Regions from separate parts of the Mus musculus genome. Here region 1 is linked to region 2. A link is a contact called in public Micro-C data. All regions are on one chromosome and are shown on one strand. Each heading gives the region's core, a stretch centred on a gene start, on an enhancer-like site or on the middle of the called end of the contact. The rest is flanking DNA. Distances are from core to core; before and after follow the strand shown. Region 1 holds the start of Bmp2k (BMP2 inducible kinase). Region 2 holds the start of Fras1 (Fraser extracellular matrix complex subunit 1).

Region 1 (6,465 bases), core at 2,609-5,108, 620 kb after region 2:
TAGAACACATGCCTCTGTAAATGTAGCTTTTGCTCTCCAGTGGTATTTGTTGTCTCAGAGGCTTAATGCCTCTTACTGTCTGCGAACTTAGGTCTGGTCCTGGAAGCTTCTAGCCTCTGTACAATCTCATTTATGCCTAGAATGTTTTCATTCAGAGACTTGCCGGTGCATAAGCTCATCCTTTCTAGTTCTTTCTGAGCTCGGACTGGCTGGTTCAACTCAGCTGCTCTGGAGCAAACTGCTTTCCGAGATGACTCATCCAAACTGGCTTCTCTCTTGGCCTCTGACAGAATTGCTCTGCTTAGCTTCATACTAACTTTGGTGACATGTTCTAATCTTGCTCCTTCTCATTTTTTGGCTCCTTCACCTGTGTCTATCTTGTTCTCTCTCTCTGCAATTGTCCTGGTCGAACTGCCTTTTTCCTGTTTCTCTCTCTCTCTCTGTGCTCTCTTACATAGCTTTCTTTTCTTCTCTCTTCTTGTTGGGCGTATCCTATTCTGTCAAATCTTTCTCTAATTTGTCACTTTCTCTGACACTCAAGTAGATGTCACTATCAAACATGGTGCTTCCTTCTATTAACTAAGTTTACCTTCATTGTTTGGGATTAAAAGTGTGTACTAAGGTTGTGTCTGTATTCCAGCCAGAGCAACCATGTTGTGGGGTTAAAATTCTACTTACCTCCTTAGAAAGGATGGTATGTATACCTGCCATCAGAGTAAGTAAAAGGTACTATATACTTGGTGGCAGAACCCTTCCCAGTCAGGCATGTGGAGACCAAGGAATACATCCAGATGGTAAAGTTGTTGACTACTTAAAATTGCTCTTAAAAGCATGGTCAGTGGACAGAAGAGATGGCTCACTTCTTAAGAGTACTCTAGAGGAACAGGGTTCAGTCCTCAGTACACACCTGACTGCTCACAACTGTGTGTAATTCCAGCTCAAAAGGGTCCAATGTCCTCTCTTGGCCTCTGAGGGCACTAGGCATGTACATACTACATAGATATACATGTAGGCAAAATATCTATATACATAAAGCAATAGTTAAAAAAACCTTCAGAAAAAAACATAACAGTGTCAGGACACTAGAGTCATGAGAGAATTCTGAGTGTGAGAAAACACCAAGAAGAGAAGAGTCACAGACTCTTCTTTAAAACAGAGAAATGTTCGGAGTGTATTTCTGTGGCCCTCCAGGTGCAGCAGGTAGTTTACTTTGACTGTTGCTATTCACATGCTCCTATGGAAAAACATGTTTTCACCATGTGTGGCTTGGGTTTGTAATTGTACACATTACTCATGTGACTCTGCTTAACCCTCAGGATATAAATTGTCTGATGCTCTGAATAAAGTTGGCTATTAACATGAGACTTTAGCATGTCTCATTTTTAGGCCCTGTTCTCCATATTCATTCGGCCTAGTAGAGTGGTAAACAGGTCAGGATGTAGCTGAAGTTCTATTGCAGAAATGTGTTTCATGTTAAATGTGCCGTTGTGAACAGCTCAGTATCTTAAAACCTTTTTCTCAGATGTTTTAGTATTATGTAAATTTTTACATCACCAGGCCTGTGCTGTAAATGCCTTGACCTGCTGAGCCATTTCCAGGGCCTCACCACCCTTTAATTAAAGAATAGTTTCAAACAGTTATGAATTAGGAGTATATATGTGTGTGTGTGTAGTCAGATGACAGCTTACAGGAGCTGAGGTTGTGCCATGTGTCCCAGAGACTGACCTCGGGTTTTCAGGCTTGCATGCACATTTCCTCGAAACTCAATGGATGCCTTGGTGGTGACTTGTTTTCAGTAGGGTCCTAAACATTAACTTTCAAAATCCCCAGTCAGGATCTGTGGGTTCAAGGAAGTGCTTTTCTTTACCAAAGCAATGGTGGCCTTATGGTTATGGGTTTTTTATTCTCGTGTTCTGATGAGGTTAAGTTGTGTGAGGCCCAAACTGCTTGTTAAGCCAATCCAGTTTTGAATCGCACAAAATGACTAGATTTCTCCACTATTCTGCTTGAAAAAAACCACAACTAACTGTTGGAGAAAGGCGACTCCTAAGACTCCTCACAGTAAGGAAGATGGCCAGCTCATTTCTAAATGGAAACTCCCAAGTGCCACAACACATCAATCATCTGACATGTAATCCGACTTCCACTGAGCTGGAATGTACTTTAAATGTCAGGCCTTTGGATGAAGAATGTCAGTTTAGTGGGTTATGTGGCAGAAATGCCTGAATCTGGAGCCCTGTGTGTGTCGGACAAACAGCTTCTCTTCAAACAGCAGAGAGAAGAGTGAACAGAGGGTTATAAGCTGTCTTTTGAATAAGCATATTTCCTAATGTCTCTGCCCGTACCTCATTAAAAAGACAAAGAAAACAGCGGCGGAGAAAACATCATTAGGCTGATATTTGAGAAAATTGGAGAAATATTACACTATGGGTAGAGAGAAAAATTTACATTTTTTAGCTTAAGAAATTGGGAACTTCAAGCACCGTTATTATTATTTTAAATTAAAAGATCTTGGCATGCATTCCAGGCTGGCCTCCGATTCGTGGTTCTCTTGCTTCAGCTAGAATTAGCCTCGGGCTACCGAACCTATTTTCTATAGAGGCCAAGCTAGGCCTGATGGCGAGGCTTGCTCATAATCCCAGTACTAGGGGGCACAATGGCAGAGACAGGAAGATCACAAGTTTAAGGCTATCTCTGGTAGCTAATGAGGTCCAGGCCAGCTCAGGCTGTATGTGACTCCATGTCCAGGAAGTGGGCTGGAGCGAAAATCCTTCTCTTTGCACATTTTCTCCATTTTGCCATCCTTTCCACTCCCACATGCCCTCTGCCCGAATTCCTGTGCCCTTCCCACTGGCATGAGACTCTTGCAGTTTATGAAAAGTGAGGCAATCGGGAGTTCTTTTTCCAACGGGCGAATCTTTTGTTCGGGTGGGGTCAGAGATTGGTGCTGCCTCTGTTTCCAAACAGTCCTAAGTCTGCCGGCCTGGACTAAGGATCTGACCCTAACCTACTTTTTCAGAATGGCTGAAAGCGAGTAACTAAGACTTTTGATGCTCCAGGCCACAAGCCAGCTGTGTGACCTTGGGCGACAGGGTTACGTCTTCTCCAGCCAATGGCGATTAATGATATTTAAAAATCTTAATATCTTTTTCTGAACACAATCGCACGGCTCCGACATTGTACACACAGAGCTTTTAAAGCTCTCCCAAGTAATTCTTAAACCGCAGAACGCTTCTGAGAGCAAACATCCGGTACAGTGCGAGGACACCTGGGCTTCGCAAGTCGCCCCGTGGGAACCTGCGAGCTTCGCGCTGCTCCTCCGCCCACGCTCCGGGGAGCCCTGGAAAACCGATCCTCTCGGGATAGAGTCTGGAAAACTGGCTGAGACTCGAAGCCGGCAGCTTCCGAGAGTGGGTCACGCTGCTGGCGGCATTTAAGGACTCCAGAGCGGCACACACAATTCCAACCCGAGTAGCCCCACCGATCCGCGTGGGTTCCACCTCCTTGATAACCCGGACCCCGGACTTCACCCCTAGCCCCAGCCCCCACGTCGATGTGCCCGTTCCTCCTCCACGTGACACGGGCCGGAACCGTCACTTCCGGCGGCGGGGACAGCGCGCTTGCGCGCGGGGCTCGGCGCCCGGCTCTGCAAGCGGTTGGCACCGGCGCCGCGCCCCCCAACAGCCGCAAGGGGCGGGCGGCATCGGTGTGAGCCGGGCCGGGCCGAGCTGCGGTCTCCAGGGCACGCAGGCCGCCGGGCCTAGCGCCACGCCCCCCTCGGCCGGCCCCTCCCTCTTCCCGGGCAGCTCGCGCCCCGCGCGCCAGGCTCCGCCCCGGCCCCGCCCCGGCCCCGCCCTCCCCGCTGGCTCTGCGGGCGCCGGGCAGCTGCAGCGGGCGGCCAGGGCTGCGCGCTCGGGACGCGCGGAATGTGAGGCGCGGCGAGCCGCTGCGCACCGACGCTCGCGCGCGCGAAGGGCGGCGACCCCTCGAAGACGGTCGGCCGCGCCCGGCGCTCCGCTGTGCGACGCGCGGGTCTGGGCTCTCGCCCTCGCGCGCCCTAGTGCCCTCCTGGTGCCCTCCAGCGCGCCGGCGGGACCATGAAGAAGTTCTCTCGGATGCCCAAGTCGGAGGGCAGCGGCGGCGGGGCGGCGGCTGGCGGGGCCGCGGGCGGCGGGCTCGGCGGCGGCTTCGCAAGCTCGTCCATGGGGGTCCGGGTGTTCGCCGTCGGCCGCTACCAGGTCACCCTGGAGGAGTCGCTGGCCGAAGGTACGGGCGCGGCGGGAGGCAGGTGAGGGAGGCCGGGGTGTGGCGGCGGCTGCGGGGCCGGCCCGGCGGCGGCTGGACAGTGGCTCCGGTGTGAAGCCGCTGGCAGCTCCGGTGCGGGCACGATTGCCTGCTTAGGAGTTTGAAATCTTTCTCTGTTCTTCCTGGCGCGAGGAAAGAAATAGAAGACGTCCCAGTAAGTGATGTGGTGTCATGATTGGACCCGTGACTCATTAGGGGGTCAGATGGAGCAGTGCTGGGACACTGTCTGGCCGGTGTCCTGCGTTGCTTTCGGGTCCGAGCCTCCCGGACTTCCAGGGCGGTGGACTCCGCTGGGGTTTGTTTCTGCTAAAAACCAAAACAAAACAGGACTCCCAAACCACTGTATATGGCTATATGTATACAGATAATATGTCTCTCTCTCTCTCTCTCTCTGTGTATGTGTGTGTGTGTTGGCACGGTCTTCCAAGTTCAGTGGCTGCTTAGGGGTGGCGTGTGGGAGTAAACTTGAAGCACGTTTATCTTCGTTGTTTAGAATCTTCACACAAGGTCCCGTTTTTTGTCCTCTCTGTGTCATTTTGTTAGTACTTTAACAGGCAAAGTGGAACAGTTTAACTTTTCCATGTGAGGTTTTGGTGGCTCTTTTATTGTCTGAAGGAGGTTATGACAGCGTGTAAAAGCATAGCTAGGGAAAACAAAGTTTACTCCGTGTTAAAAATATTTCTTGACTTTAGTTTTGTATCTCTGGTGTAATTGGTTTGTAGAAAATACTTTCTGATTTCTTATTGCATGCCTTGACCTCTGAAGTTTTGAATGTGGAATATTAAGAAATATGTTGAAAAAGTCCCTGAGAAATAATCTCTTGTATGTATGTGAGTGACTTAAAAATAAGAATAAGAAAACCAGAGACTGTAGGGAGCCGTCTTGATATTCTGTGTTTGAAAAACAAGGCAGCTCCCATTTGTAGTTTTGAAATTCCATGAACAAAAGGAACCAGCACAAGAAAGAGCTGAGGGCTTCTGTCTATAAAATAAAGGAAAAGCAGACTTACATTATCAGGAGTGTGTGTCTTGATTTTGTAGGCCATTGTTCACATTAACAGCACCGCCCCCCCCTTCTGAACATTGGTGAAGTGGAGGGACGAGATTGCCAGATTTTGAGAAGGGTTTCTGAGTGGTTTTGATAGGTTTGTTCTATTGCAAACTTTGCTAGCTATTGATTCAAGAGGAATTTCAAGTGTGAACTAAGTTGGGTAGGTGTTAGCATCGGTGGCTGTCAACTCACGAGTATACTGTCAGTTGTTCAGTAGTACACTGAAGTGTAGCTTGAATGGTGTTAGCCCTTCTCACTGAGTTTCAGGTCTCTTAGTATTAAGAAAAGTACTAACATTTCATCAGTAGACTGTAAATCTTATAGCCCTCACTCTGTTACTCAGTAACGGAGCATTGATATCACTGTTAGAGTGTTCAGTGTGTGTGTGTGTGTGTGTGTGTGTGTGTGTACGCGTGCATGTGCAAGAGGACACACACATGAAGGTAGGCCCGTCACACCAGACTTGAGACAGTTCTGCTAAAGTTACTAGGCAAGCCTTGACTTTTCCATCCTCCTGCTTCAGCCTTCTAGTGCTGGGCTCGTACGCAGGTTGTTATCAACATGCACGGCTTCCACTGACTTTTGCTTTAAGTGTTTCTGTTTGGTATTCGTGGTGTGTATCCTGTGTGTGTGTATGCCTGTGGGTGCATGCATGTGTATGCCTGTGTACACTTGTGTGCAGAACAACGTTGTCTTCCTCACTTGCTTTCCACCTTAGTTTCTAAGACATTGATTGCACTCAGAGCTAGGCTGGCTAGGCTGGCGAGGTTGGCTAGTCAGTGAGCTCCAGTGATCCACCTGTTCTCTTTTTCTGCTAGCATTGGGGGCCCCCAGAAGAAGGCCACAGTGCTCAGCTTTTACATGGAAATTGGGGATGGGATCTGAATTTAGGTCCTGATAATTGCTTGGCAAGCACTTTACCTTTTGGTTTCTGCCTCATTAAAATTTATTTCATTAATTGCTGGGCGTGGTGGTGTTCTCTTTTAATACCAGGCAAGTGGATCTCTGTGGGTTCAAGGCCAGCCTGGGCTGCATAATAAGTTCTAAGACAGCAGGGCTACAAAGAGAGACCATGTCTCAAAAACAAAGAAAAAAAAAACCCATGAAAAT
Region 2 (6,567 bases), core at 2,681-5,180:
CCAGGTTGAGTTCCTGTGGCTCCATACCTATAGTTACATTGTGTATCTCCTCTCCTGCTGCGTTCTTTCTCATCTTGCCATATCTCTCCTCTTCTCAGGTCTTGCAATAGAAATAGTCACACATGGGACCACACAGCTCAGCAAAGGGACTATTTAGTGAAGGAAAAACGTTAGTTTCCTATAAAGTTGTAGGTAGTTTTTGTCTGATCTCTGTGACTTTCAGGTACTCCTAACCAGCAAGTGTTAGCCTGTGGCTATTCAGGGTGTTCCAGGTGCAAGAGGGAGGTACCCCAGAATCTAGAAAACAACAGATGACGTCTGAAAAGGCTGGCAGGAATCATGGGAAGGGCAGGTCGGCTGAGGTTTTCCTTAAAAGCCGAAAGCCAATGTAACCTGCACGAGAAAAAGAAATGAACTGTGCCACGATGGTCCCCATGCTGCGTTTTTATTGGCTGTGGCCATTTGGCCTTTCCAGTGACCTCCACTGCCTAGCTTCCTGCTGTGGAAGGCACAGAAGGAGTATTAAAAATATGTAACAACTGCTAAGGCAGGGAATTCAACCAATGAGAAAAAAAACCCAAAAAACCAAAAGCCAAACCAAAACAAAACCCTTGTCGCATACAATTGCTGTGATCTAAACAAGGTGCAAGAATTGGCTAGCTACCTGGAGTGAGGGAAATAAAACAGAAAAATGCATTTTAAAACCTGGGAGGGTTTGCTCATTTTATTCCAGTAAAGCTGTTCTAGGCATAATGCAATAATGGTTTTAACCTTGTGTGCATTTCAAATGATACCGACAAGGAAACTTATTTCCCACAAAACAATGAGTTGCCTCTTCCTTTTTATAAAACAGTATCTGAGTTCATAGAGAATGATTAATATACTGACTGTATGAGCAATGCAAAAAATTCTACATAGAAACGGACAGAAGCAAGTATCGGCAGGACGCTCGGAAGAAAGAAATACAGAAAGATAAGGAAGGATGCATCACTTTCCCAAGAGCAGAAAGATAGAGATGTGTAAAACATTCATCATAGAAGGATATCTTGTGTTTTCCTTGATCACTTCCCACTTGGTTTTCTCATTGAACCTGGAACTTACCCATTTGGCTAGTCTGGCCTGGTGGGGAATCCCTACCTCTGCTTCTCCAGTGGTAGGGACGGAGCCTTCCCCCAGCCCAGGCTCATTATGCGGGCGCTGGGAATCCAAACTCAGGACTTCATGTTTACACAGCAAGTGAGCAACAGCTGACAAACCAGAAGAAATGCACTAAAACCTCTAGAACTCGAAAGGCTGGGCTAAACCAGAGGAGAGAGCTCCAGGGGAGACTGGAAGAGGCTGTACAGAGTAGAAGGGAAACAGAGGGAAGAGAGAGAGAGAGAGAGAGAGAGAGAGAGAGAGAGAGAGAGAGAGACATAGGAGGGTCAGTGAAGTACAGAGAAGGAAGCAGACGAGAGATAGTCAGGAGAAACAGTGGACTCTGGGACAAAGATCAGCAAAGCCCCTGTGGCAGCAGGGACGGTCCTGCTGGAGTGTTGCTGTCCGTAGGAAAGCTGAGGCAGTATGAGCAGTGAGAGCAGCACGGTGAGGACTTACTAAATCCCCACGTGCGACCTATGTGTCCCTGTCACTGTCTTCCTGGTAAGGGGTCGTGGCGGGTGGGCACACAGCTCATTCTTGGAAGAGGAAGGTGTTTCATATGGGCCATGTTGGCCTGGCTACAGGAAGGGCTCATGGGTGTCCAGGTTACAAGGTGTAGGGTCCACTACTGTCCAGGGGACAGGATAGACAGACAAATTGTTGTGTTAAGATACTGAGATGTGGTCATCTGACTCTCATAGTAGGTAATGCTGCTTGTTTCAATGTGCTGTTGTAATTAACCATCTGACTCAGGGCCATCAGTCACTGCACTTGTCCATGAAAATAACAAGGGTACATGTCTCATATAGTTACTGGCAGATTACATAGCAAAGGGTCCCATGTTAGATACAAAGTGTTCAGTCTATAATATCTACCTGATAAGCAGCAGTGAGGCCAGGTGAATTTGAAGAGACAAGGATGGGGCTGATCAAAGAAGATACTGTGGGATATGGTGACAAAAGTTACGGGATGTGGGCATATGAAAAAAACAGTATTAAGGATATAGAATTCCCTGTGAACCAGGATTCTAGTGCTCTTGGAGTGAGAACCCTTGGACTATTTGCTCCTGGGGTAGAGAGAAGACCATGGGAGCTGGTGGAGGGCTTCTGGTGAAGGGGAGGGGACATTTTATGAACAATTTGTTAAGAACCACAAATGTAGTATATGACAATACCTCGTGGTAATGCTCCCGTCTCTCCCTTCACCTTTTTCTTTTTAAAGATTGTTTTCCTTTAGCAAGTCCAAAAGATGGTTTGAGACCCCTTTGGGTGCCACAGTTCTATGCTTTCTTAAAAATGAAGTCAAATAGTTTATTCTAGGGAAACCAGCTGTCTTAAGTTACTCCTAGTCAGTGGTGGCTACAGAAAAAGTGTTTAGGAGGGGTTAGGAATTGTTAGGGTGTATCCACCTGAATTTGGACAGTACTTTCCATTGGTCTGAGAAAATAGTTTCTAGAGGAAGAGGGGGAAGTGGGAGGAGGGAGGACTCAGGTTCCATCCAAGCTGTGGCTGAACTCTGGCGGTGATGATTACTGGCTTGATTCAGTTCATTCTTTCAACTAATGTTTACAGAGTCCCCATATGTGCTTCAAATACAGAGATAAAACCGCTCTGTCCCCACAACGGCTCTGGGAGGCATCGAGGAATTGCTGGGCGATTCCTAAGTCCTTTGAATACTCAACAGCCACACCCAGGTTAATCAAATGTTTCGGTGCCTAAGTGGTGATAGTTACAGGGACCCTTCAGTTTCATTTCATCCTCTTATTCTAAAAAGCAAGGAATTCAAGTACTACTGGCATGCTTTAGAACATGGGCCTTCCCTATGATCGTCAGCAATATTGGAGTCTACTAAGATCCCTGCCCACCACCCTGAATAGCTCGGTGTTCACTGCCACTTCAAACTCCTTTCTGGACAGTCTAGCTGTCACAGCTCTGCCAAGACAGAGAATCTTTTCTGTCTGGCCTTCGAAACCCAGTCTGTATCTCTCCCGTGTAACCATCCCCAGTTACAAAATGATCAAACCTGGACCAGCTATTTTTATTTAGTCCTCTAAAAATAGCTATCACTCAGTACTGGCTGGAAACCAGACCCCACCCTATCCCTCAACTACCTCCAGTGTGCACACCAGGATGCTTTTGCCCTGACATTGGCTTCCCAGTCTTTGACATTTGGAGGCGCAGCTGGACTCACCCAGACTGTGTGGTGTTTTCATCTTTTAGGAAGCTGTAAAGGTGCACTCACCGTGGGAATCTCAACCTAGAACACACGTGCCCCAAGACTGCTAGGTTGCAGGGAAAACCCCTGAGGGTCCAAAATGCGAAGATGGCCAGTCAGCTCTGCTTCAGGCTCTGTGTTCAGCAGCAGTGGGCATGACGAGAGGTGGAGAAGTAGCAGTTAGGACTTGGGTGTGAGCACCCTGTCCCCAACTAGCCTCTCCTGTGGTACCCTCAACAGTGTCTGAATGGAGACCTAACCTCCTGTTTCCACCCGCCCTCGGTGTGACCACTTTTGATCCCGCCTCAGACAAAGCCAATGCAACTCCTGCAGGATGAATAAGGGGATCAGGTTGCTCTCTCGCCTTCCCCCACCCCCTCACCGCGGCTCCCCTTCCCCACGTGACTCTCTGGAATCTTTGCCAAAGCTCGTAGTCTCTGAGTCCATTTTCACACCCAGCAAAGGAGAGAGGAAGGAGGCGAGAGAGGCTGAGGAAGGCGGAGCGTGCGTGCTTTAAATGCGAGGATCCACTCGGGGACTTATCCTGTGCGTTTCCAGGCCCCTCATCTGGGGAGCATTGAGTTCGGAGGGGTCTTTTCCAGCCTCTCTCTTTCCTCCTTGCATCTACAATTATGGCTCCACCTCCACTTGGGTAATCGCACCTCCGCCCTGCAGCGCAGCTCGGGGTGCACGGTGCGGGGAGGTGGGCGTCGGTGTGGAGCAAGCCGCGCCCCTCTGCCCTCCTCCTCTCGGCGAGGGGCGGGCGCGAGAAAGTGGCAGCAGCGCCCCCCGCGCCGCCTTCCGCGCGGAGCTCTGGAAGCGCCTGCAGCAGCCGGGCGGCGTGGTGCGGTGCGGCTGCAGCGCCCCCGAGTCCCGGAGCTCCTGCAGGGCCGCACAAAGTTTGCAACCAGCGGCCCTGCACCGCCCAGCTCCCCGAGCGCTGCTGTAGCCCGGCCCGGCGTGTTCGCGGGGACCCGCCTCGGCCGATGCTACACGGACAGACGGGGGCGTGCCGAGAGAACTTTGAAAAGCTGCCGAGGAGGAACCTGCTCCTGCAGCTCGCCAGTTGGGGACCTCCGGAGGAACTGGTCTAGCCCGAGGCAATGCTGCGGAATCCCAGCAGCCGCTGACCTGCAACTTTCCTGCTAGTCTTGGCGGCGATCTGAGCTTTGCCTCCTCCTCGCAGCCTCGGCTCACGTTGGTGGCCGCTCTGCTGGAGAACCCAGTGAGCCTCGGGGCTGACTGAGTGTTACTGTCGGCCGCATCCTTCTGCGGTCCACCCGGCCAACCTCGGCTCCCGGCCCAGCAGCCAGCGCTTCCCCAGTGTCTGTGCGTCCCGGTTCCCGGCGCCGGCGCCACAGCCTGAGGTTTGGCAGAGAGCAGGTTCTTGGATGCTGAAGGCTGGGATCTTCCTGCGAGAGTGCCGCGGCGGCGATGGGTGTCCTCAAAGCGTGGCTCGGGGTGGCCCTAGCGCTGGCGGAATTTGCAGTATTGCCTAATTGTGAAGGTAAAAAAGAGCGGAACCCCGTGTGAGTTCGACTGTGCAGTTTAAGACACTCAGCCGGGTTTAGTGCTGTGGGTTGTTGGGTGGAAGTTTTGATTTGAGGCGATAGGTGGACACGGAGTGGATTTCCTTTTCAGCTGAAATCCCCACTCCTGGTTTCTCTTGCGGTCAAACCTCAGCCCGGCCACGGCCTCCTCTTTGCTTTTTGCGGGTGGGTGGCCTTTTGAGGTGATATTTCTGAACCCGGATGAATCTTCCTTCCACTTCTACCCTACTCCTCAAGGAAAAGCAACTACTCGGAACCTAGGTGAGAAGCGAGCAGTTGCTCTCACTTTTGTGGAATAAAATCCTCACCCAAGCTCCACTGTTCTATTTTGCTTTCCTCGCCCCAGTAACTCGCCCCCCCTCCCCTTAAAGACCACTTAAGATTTTATAAGTAGTATTCTGGATGTTGAGATTTCAGTTGTAATGAAATAAATTTTACTCGGGAGCGAGAGCACGAGGCTGCCTGCTTCTCAAGGAACAAAAAGTGGTCAAAGAGCATGTATGCACTTCTCTTCTCCCTAGGTTTTCATTGCGCGCGCGCGCGGGGGGGGGGGGGGTGTTCCAGTCCACTTCTTCAAGAGCTTGGGGAGAGAAAGGAGACTTGAGTGTTGTCATCAGGATAGCTTTCGTAATCTCAGCTCAGATAATACATCAGTAAATCTGATGAGGGGTGTGTGTGTGTGTGTGACATGTTGAGTCTGGTGCTGCTTCCCCCCGCCCCGCCCCCCCCCCCGCGCCCCTAGGCGCGCTGAGAGCTCCCACCTGCTCAGAGCCGCGGGGACAGTGGCTGGGTTAGCATTTGCAGAGGGGGAAGGTGGCAGGCTGGGAGAGAGACAACTTCATCCACGGCTGGGCTCTGGACTTTCTGCTTCCACTCCCGGCTCCATTCATTATTCATCCAGCTGCAGGAAGAGTTCACCTGCCCAGTCGCAAATCATATAGGCAGTGGCGTGCACGTGTCGCTTTTCCTGCATCATAGGTGCTGAAAGGGGGCAACTGGAGATTCAGGAGGGTAAAATCTCAGGTGGGCTTCCAGTCTTCAGACCAGTGGCACCTCTCTTCCTTACCATTTTTTTCTCATAGCAAGCAGCCTGGCCTTGGAAGTCCACTCGTGGACTTTCCCCACAGGTTTAGGCACCACCTTCTCACACTGTCGTGGGAATTATGTCAGAAAGATACTATTTCCAGGAAAAACACGCCTGGGGAGCTGTGCAGAGTTTTTCAAACTATGGACAACCTGTTTTAAAAGAATTGTGTGTGTGTGTGTGTGTGTGTGTGTGTGCATGGTTTTTGCATACAAAAAAAACCCCAACCTTGTAAGGTTTAATTATAGTAATTAACCAGATGGGAGAGTCAGCCCGGGCGCCTCAAACTTCAACTTAGAGCTCAGAAAAATTACAGTTACACTTGGTGGCAGTTTCTTATTTAAAAATTATATCCCAACAACACAGAGACTATGCTATCACTCCTGGATTGCTCACCAGGGGGCAGTTGGAGCGATGCTGTTTCTCAGAAGCAAATCTCTTGAAATGACAAAAGCCATTATTATTAAGAGGCTATGGGGTATGCTCTTTGGAGGGCTGGTAGATATAGCTGGCAAAGTGTCTGAAGTGCGCTCACACTGAAGTGTGTGTGTCCTTACAAGGTGGAGAACTTTGCATCTA

Evidence for each region. Hi-C and Micro-C count contacts between places; a contact is called where the count stands out from the background.
Region 1: a Micro-C map of embryonic stem cells shows a contact between it and region 2, with 4 times the contacts expected there. The contact joins the promoter of Bmp2k here to the promoter of Fras1 in region 2. A contact is called at or near these places in 6 of 39 promoter capture datasets (cranial neural crest, embryonic stem cells, hippocampal neurons and 3 more), 3 of 484 Hi-C or Micro-C datasets (embryonic stem cells and nephron progenitors) and 4 of 115 datasets of contacts at active chromatin or transcription factors (cardiomyocytes, embryonic forebrain, forebrain and 1 more).

What each region holds. Positions count from the first base shown.
Region 1 is chr5:96,993,831-97,000,295 of GRCm38.p6, forward strand. Bmp2k (BMP2 inducible kinase) reads left to right here and starts at 3,859. Exons shown (of 16, transcript NM_080708.1): 1 at 3,859-4,266. The coding sequence starts at 4,098.
Region 2 is chr5:96,370,025-96,376,591 of GRCm38.p6, forward strand. Fras1 (Fraser extracellular matrix complex subunit 1) reads left to right here and starts at 3,931. Exons shown (of 74, transcript NM_175473.3): 1 at 3,931-4,861. The coding sequence starts at 4,789.